2 separate regions of the Mus musculus genome follow, and region 2 is linked to region 1. The links are chromatin contacts, called in public promoter capture Hi-C maps. All regions are on one chromosome and are shown on one strand. The core of a region is the stretch at or near the end of the contact, and the rest is flanking DNA. Distances in the headings are between cores, read along the strand shown.

The links. Capture Hi-C pulls out chosen DNA fragments and counts their contacts.
Region 2: a promoter capture Hi-C map of adipose tissue shows a contact between it and region 1. The contact joins two enhancer-like sites. A contact is called at or near these places in 1 of 39 promoter capture datasets (the SN4741 cell line), 1 of 15 datasets of contacts at CTCF or cohesin (the NIH/3T3 cell line), 3 of 484 Hi-C or Micro-C datasets (cerebellum, embryonic fibroblasts and embryonic stem cells) and 2 of 9 other capture datasets (adipose tissue and pancreatic islet).

The regions. Positions count from the first base shown.
Region 1 is chr7:110,646,431-110,649,621 of GRCm38.p6, forward strand. No RefSeq gene overlaps it. Among named protein-coding and RNA genes, the nearest start is that of Gm28863, 17 kb to the left of the region's middle. Within about 2 kb of position 1,706, at least 77 of the 459 cell types and tissues checked have an H3K27ac peak or open chromatin away from gene starts, as enhancers often do. A contact at or near this core is called in the NIH/3T3 cell line and adipose tissue, where this site is marked.
Region 2 is chr7:110,822,758-110,826,040 of GRCm38.p6, forward strand. It overlaps Rnf141 (ring finger protein 141), which reads right to left. Exons shown (of 6, transcript NM_025999.3): 4 at 2,460-2,641. Among named protein-coding and RNA genes, the nearest start is that of Rnf141, 20 kb to the right of the region's middle. Within about 2 kb of position 1,599, at least 125 of the 459 cell types and tissues checked have an H3K27ac peak or open chromatin away from gene starts, as enhancers often do. A contact at or near this core is called in the NIH/3T3 cell line and adipose tissue, where this site is marked.

The sequences.
Region 1 (3,191 bases), core at 456-2,955:
CAGAGATTAACGAGCCTGTTAGATGGATTTTCATATAAATCTGTTTATTTATTTATTTATTTTTGTTTGTTTGTTTGGCTGGTTGGTTTTTTAAGACAGGGTTTCTCTGTATAGCCCTGGCTGTCCTGGAACTCACTTTGTAGACTAGGCTGGCCTCGAACTCAGAAATCTGCCTGCTTCTGCCTCCCGAGTGCTGGGATTAAAGGCGTGCTCCACCATGCTCAGCTAAATCTGATTTTTTTTAAGTCAAATCTGATAGTTTTTAGATGACATAAAGTATTAAGGAAATGACCCTTGATAGTTTCTCCTATCAGACTGAGCCTGATAAGACCAGGTATACGATGGCTCATTACTCAATGTCTTGCGCCACAGCTCCTACTTAGGCCCACATTTATTGAATGACTGAGCTGATCACCTATGCACTCATCTGCAGAAATCCTGGAGGAGGTAGGGGTGGGGGTGGGGGAAGGGAGGAAGGAGTAGGAGGAAGGCTTCTCAGAATTACTCAGATGAACAGCTCATGGTATACAAAGCATACATACTAGAGTGTGACGAGGAGACAAAAGGTACACTATAGAGGCTTCAAAATACAGATGCATTGCTTTTAGAGTAAGTATGGCTCTTGATAAATTCACAAAAACTCATAACACGCAAAATTCCTTCCACCCGTGTCTTGCCCTGTTACTGTGGTTCACAAGCTTGTGTTGTGTTTATGTTTCATGCATTTTCTTGTTTATGTCCAGTTGTTCTTCTCTAGGGTTGTGTAAAGGCTTTGGGAATGTTCTAGCCTGGCTCAGCCATGGCAAGAGGCCAGCCACTAAAGCAATATTTCCTCTTGGGGGGCTGATGTGATCTCAGCAATGGAAAGTGAGGGGACCCAAGACAGGAAAACCCTTGCAGGTCTGGGGTAATGGTTTCAGCTTTTCCTTCCTCTCGGGATACTCATGACAGCTCTTAGTTCTAGAAGATCCTGGGTCATTTCACTTCTCATCTTCAGGCAGGGAACAACTGTTTAGTGAATAATAAGCTAAATGCTTCCTGGGATTGCTTGGAGATCTGTGGGAGCCCACCCACCATCTCTTGTATCTGCTGTGTTCTTGCTCACCCCAGAAGACTCAGCCTATGCTCCAAGTTCCTGCCAGAAAGTTCTACCTGCTCCTTCACCCTGAGTTGGTGGAGAGAGAGGGGATAGCAACTGCTGAGAGAACTCCAGATGATCAGAAGGTTGGACAACCGATTGGCAGGTCACAAGGCCACCATAGCCGCAGCCTGACAAAGGTTCCCACACAAGGGCATGTGTAGGCTCTATGATGAGCATGTGGACAAGGCCGTTGCTTCTTCAACAAGCTTGCCTTTTGATGAGCAAAGTGGTGTGCGTGCCGGGTGGTGTCAGGGCATGATTGTTTCCCATTGTTTTTGATACCAGCTTTTATGCCTTCTGTTGTGTCTGGTAACTAAGATGCTGTCAAGAAAATACAGCAAGGCTTCTCTGAGCTGAAAAAGAGCACTTTTGCAATTAGCCTTTTGTCCCTTAGGTCTGTTTCTCTTAGAACAAATGTAATCTTACTCGCTACAGACTGTCTAAAATAGCTTTTCTGATGAGTCACCTAAAAGTAAAGTTGCAGATAGCCTATTGTTTCAGCCATAGCCAGCCAACTACTAGTTACACTCACTGGGGGACGGCTGCTCTATGCTCACATGTATTTTGAGGCCAGCCTTAAAAACATCCAGAGAGCATGAAATGCCTCAGACCATGCCTTGGTACTATGCATCTCAGAAGTTCAATTTGGTTCCTCAGGACCCAAGACACGTGAGGATTTTGCCCTCAGTCATTACGACCCCACCCCCACCCTCCGCACACGCGCAGCACAGGAGTGTGCGCAGAACCTTAGGGAAATCTCCAGGAGGCCATGCTGAAGGGTCAGAGGACTTTGTAGTTGCTCTGAGGAAGAAACGAAAGCTTTAAACAGAACATCGTGCCATGGCTTGAAAGGTCATTATCTAGTTCACACTTACCTCAGAATCTAAATATTGTCTGAAAATGGATAAGTTTGCCAGGACCGCGAGCAGTGAAATCACTCAAAATAGCTCTTAGGAATCTTCAAGGCCAGTGTGGCTCGGGCCGGCCATTGACACTCAAAGCCATTGCTGCCTGTGGGAGGAATTCAGCAGCAGTGAGACGGGGCAGCTGCTTAGAGGAAGGGTTTTCCTCCGTAGTCCTTGAAAACTGTAGATGCCTCTCTTCTTCAAGTGAGTCAACTTTGTCTCTCTTCCATCACCGGCAAGCGTGGGGAGGAGACTGGTGCTCTTCAAGTGGGTTCCTCAGCGCTGCAGACCTCTGAACAGTCTGCCCTCCCCCAACCCCAAGCTGTGGTGGCAGTGCCCATGTGGTGTCTTAGTAGGCAGCAGTGGCTACCAGCTTTACTTTGCTCCTGGCCGGGCCGCACCCTGGATTGGCTAAAGCCAGGTTACCTCCTTCCAGGCAGCTGCAGGGGTCAAAGTCCAGAGGAGTTCTTCCCAAGTAAACAAGTCGGACAAAGGCAGTTCCCAGCAGTACACGGGGCTGCACTCCAGAAGGCTGTTTGCAAATCTGTCCTTTGGAATCTGGAAGACTATTCCTGAGGAGGAACAATGTTATACTTTGTGGCAACATTCCCAGGCTATCCCATACCACTGAATGGACCCAGAACGGACTTATAATGAAGTGTTCTGGGCATAACGTTGTAGGCAATAGAGACATTTACTGAGCCCTGTAGGATACGGTGTGATATGTGAATTCAAAGTTAACCCCAGCTTTGTAGAGGGTTGACTTGGTGCCTTCCACTCTGCATTTGAGCAGCACCATCCTTTGGGCTCAGGTCCAGACTGACTAATAAGGAGGAAAAACGCTGAACCCGGCCATGGCACTCCTCTCTCTGCTTCCTGACTTAGATGCAATGTGACCAGCTGTTCTGTGCTGTGACACCATCGACTTCCTTACCACAATGGACTGTACTTTCAAACTGTGAGCAAAAATAGACCCTTCCTTCCTTAGGCTATTTTAGGTGTTTGTGAAATTTATTTTTATCTTATGCATGTGGATGTTTAGCCCACGCACATCAGCACCATGTGAATGCCCTCTGAGGCCAGAAGAGGGCAGCAGATCCCCTCAAGCTGGTGTTAAAGATAGTTGTGAGCTACCACATAGGTGC
Region 2 (3,283 bases), core at 349-2,848, 180 kb after region 1:
CAGATTCATGTTTGCTTCTGTTGTGGAGAAAAGCATGCCCATTGAATTGAAATAGTGAAATGGGTGAAAACCTACATGCATATGGCTCTGATATGTGTGCTCACACATACATTTGTGTATCCACACATATACACAATACATCAGTCACATATAAATAAACATATCAACACCTATATACATATCTAACATTTTAATGCCTTTTCAGATCCACTGACTTAGCATTTCTGCTTTGGGGCTTCAAATTTTCACCTGAGGGTGTCAGGGACAGAAAATACAACAGACTCCCCAAAGAGTGACAGAGTGTTCTGACAGGAAAGTTTCAGAGTTGGGAGCAGATGACTATATAAAAACAGCACTGTAGCCCGAGAAGAATGAGACAGAGACTGCTGGAGGAAGGTACTCCATGCCCACACTGTCTGCTACCTTTCCAGCACCACGGGGACAGGACAGCCACTCGATGCTCCTAAGGTACGGAGAACCACGTGAACAAAGGCTGGAGACACTTACTGTGGAGAGCAAGGCTCAATGGAAATTTGAGGAGTTTTCAAACATTTGAAGGGCAGAAGAGATCACACTTGTTGGGTAGAATTCCAGAGGGCATGGCCTCTGCACTCAAGGGCACTCTAATGATTTACTAATAATGGTGACAGGTAACTCGCCCACACATACCGCTGTGTGTCCCATCTATTAACTCAATTAACTGCCGACAGCCCTCTGGGGCACATGACATCGCTCTCATCCTCTTTAAAAGGTGAGGAACTGATGAAAGAGAAGAGTGAAGGCTGGAGCACAGGCCAGTTGGTTCTAGGGCCTTTGCTGTGCTGCCTCCAGAGGGTCAGACTACTCTGAGGTAAAAGGGAAAAGGAAAACTTTCACACTAGTAAAGCTATCTGGGTGAGAAAAAGATTGCTTCATTGAGGGAGTGAATCTCCCAGAGCTGTGGGGGACAGTAGTAACGCATTGTAAGTACAAGCTGGCTTCCTTCCATTTGGTGAACTATGGCTCAGACGTGATAGTGCAGACAGACAGAGCAGCCCCTGGGATCAGTGGCATCAGAGCACCACAGAGTTGGCCAATCTCCAGCTCCTCCTCCAAACCACTAAGCTGCAATGGGCTAAATGTGTCAGTGGGCTCAGCCATGTCAGGGTCTAGTCATGCACTTATTCTCCTAAACCTGCTTCCTCGTCTGATCAACTGTATTCCCGTGGAGTCACTGCAGGGTTTAATGAACTGCAAGTCCTCCACAAACTCTAGCCATTAATAGAACCACACATCTAACATAAAGCAAAACTCAGAAGGCCCCCAGACTCTCCTACTTGCAAAGGCCTTTTTCTATGACCTGGGTCCCAGGGTACCACTGGAGGCTCACAACACATGAAACCAAGTGCTGGCTCACCCAACCAGCTGGCGCTGCTTCCAGTCTTTGAGTCACACTTTCACCCCTTTCCTGAAGATGACCGCAACAGGAACTTTTTACTTGCTGTGGTGTGGCTACAGAGGCAAGTAAAAAACCACTCTCAGCTTTCAAAACACTTAGAAAAAGATTACCACTCTGAACTGAGACAAGGAAAGAGCAGAAAAATCAGACCTCTGACAGGCCTAAGCACTGCTACAGCACAGTGACACTCACACAACAGGCTGGTAACAGAGCCCACTGTACACCTAACAGTGAGGTTCAAATGGAAAATACAAGTCAACTACACAGCACGGGATGAGGAAACCAGCTGATTACAAGTGAAGGGAAAATGCAGCTGTAACTGAAGCAATGCAATAGACTGAAACTCCTGTCAGACACACTCCTACCTCTGAGGAGGACACAGTTGATGCAGATTCTGCATCACACCAACCAGTGCCAGTCACAGTGAGACAGAATGTTAGCATGCCTGGAGCCATAGAGGCCTTTTTCCAATGAGGTAGTTACAAACTGAATTACGTCACATCATCAGGCAGCAACAGTTGGGAGCTTTCACACACCGAAAGCATGGGAGGAGAGCTCAGAAGGAACAGCATACATGAGGCCCTAGGGAACAGGCACTGTCATGGCAAACTGCAGCTGACGTCACTTCCTCCTGCTGTGCAGCGTCCATACGTGCACCACTGCTTTTCTTCCCTGAGTAGACACCAAGGCCTAAAGACAATGTTTAAAAATTTAACTTCCAATTAAATAACTTCTGAATGGTTCCAGTTCTGGACCTAATTTTATAAAGGACTTTGACTGTTTAAAAATCTGTTAAAGGGAAGGCATCAGTATTTCCTATCCAAACGTAAGAGACAGAGCGTGGGTTCCTGGGCAGGGAGCTGACAGCGAATCTGGGACTGAAATGAACGGAAGGCAGACTAACCTAAAACTGACCTGCCTACCACAGGCTGAGACATGAGAACTGACGGGGTCATAGAGCGCTAGGGAAGGTGTACTATGATCTTAGCGCTTTGCCTGCTCATTGTCCTGTGGCGCGCACCTGCCCATCCATAGACTAGCCTGGCAAGATGTGACCGAGGATGGGTTCTCATCAGGCTCTTCAGAGGTGGAGCTCTGAGCCAGCACTCCAGCAGCTTGGCTTGTGATGTCTTTATAGAGCTGAATAAACTGGTACAAATTCATGATCCGCGATGCTTCCACAATGCCACTGCTTTTGTTAATCTAGAAACAAAGGGAGAGGGGAACATAGACACATAGCAGTCAGTCAATATCCTGGGAAACAGACTTTGCAGTGCACAATATACCTAGAAAAATAGGAGTCTAAATAAAAGAACATATACATTTTCTTCAGTTGTGCGGTTCATCAGAGAACTTACTAAATTTTCCCATCTGATATCTAAAATAACCCTGCAAGGCTGATCAAGTACTGGCCTATCTCAGGTTGAAACATCAGGTGACTTTCCTGGAGTTGAGAAATTAATTTTAGAGATTACTGAAACTTTTCACTGTGATGTTTTAATTCATTCTTTTTGAGACATCTGCTTGGTCTGTCGCCCAGGCCGGCCTAGAACTGGAGATCCCCTTCCTCAGCTTCCCGAGTGTTGTTAGCATTACAGGCATGTACTATCATTACAAGCTAGTAATTTTCCCTTTTTCCTTCCTTTTTATTCACTTTACATCCGATCACAGCTCCCCTCCTTCCTCTCTTCCAAATCCCTCCTTTATTTCTCCCTCCTCTTCTCCTCAGAGAAGGGAAGCCCCTCCCTTGGGTACCACTCCACCTTGCAGCATCTTGTCCCAGCAGGACTAGGTACATCCTCTCCCGCTGAGGCCCAACCAGGCAGTGCAAGTAGGAGGAGATCC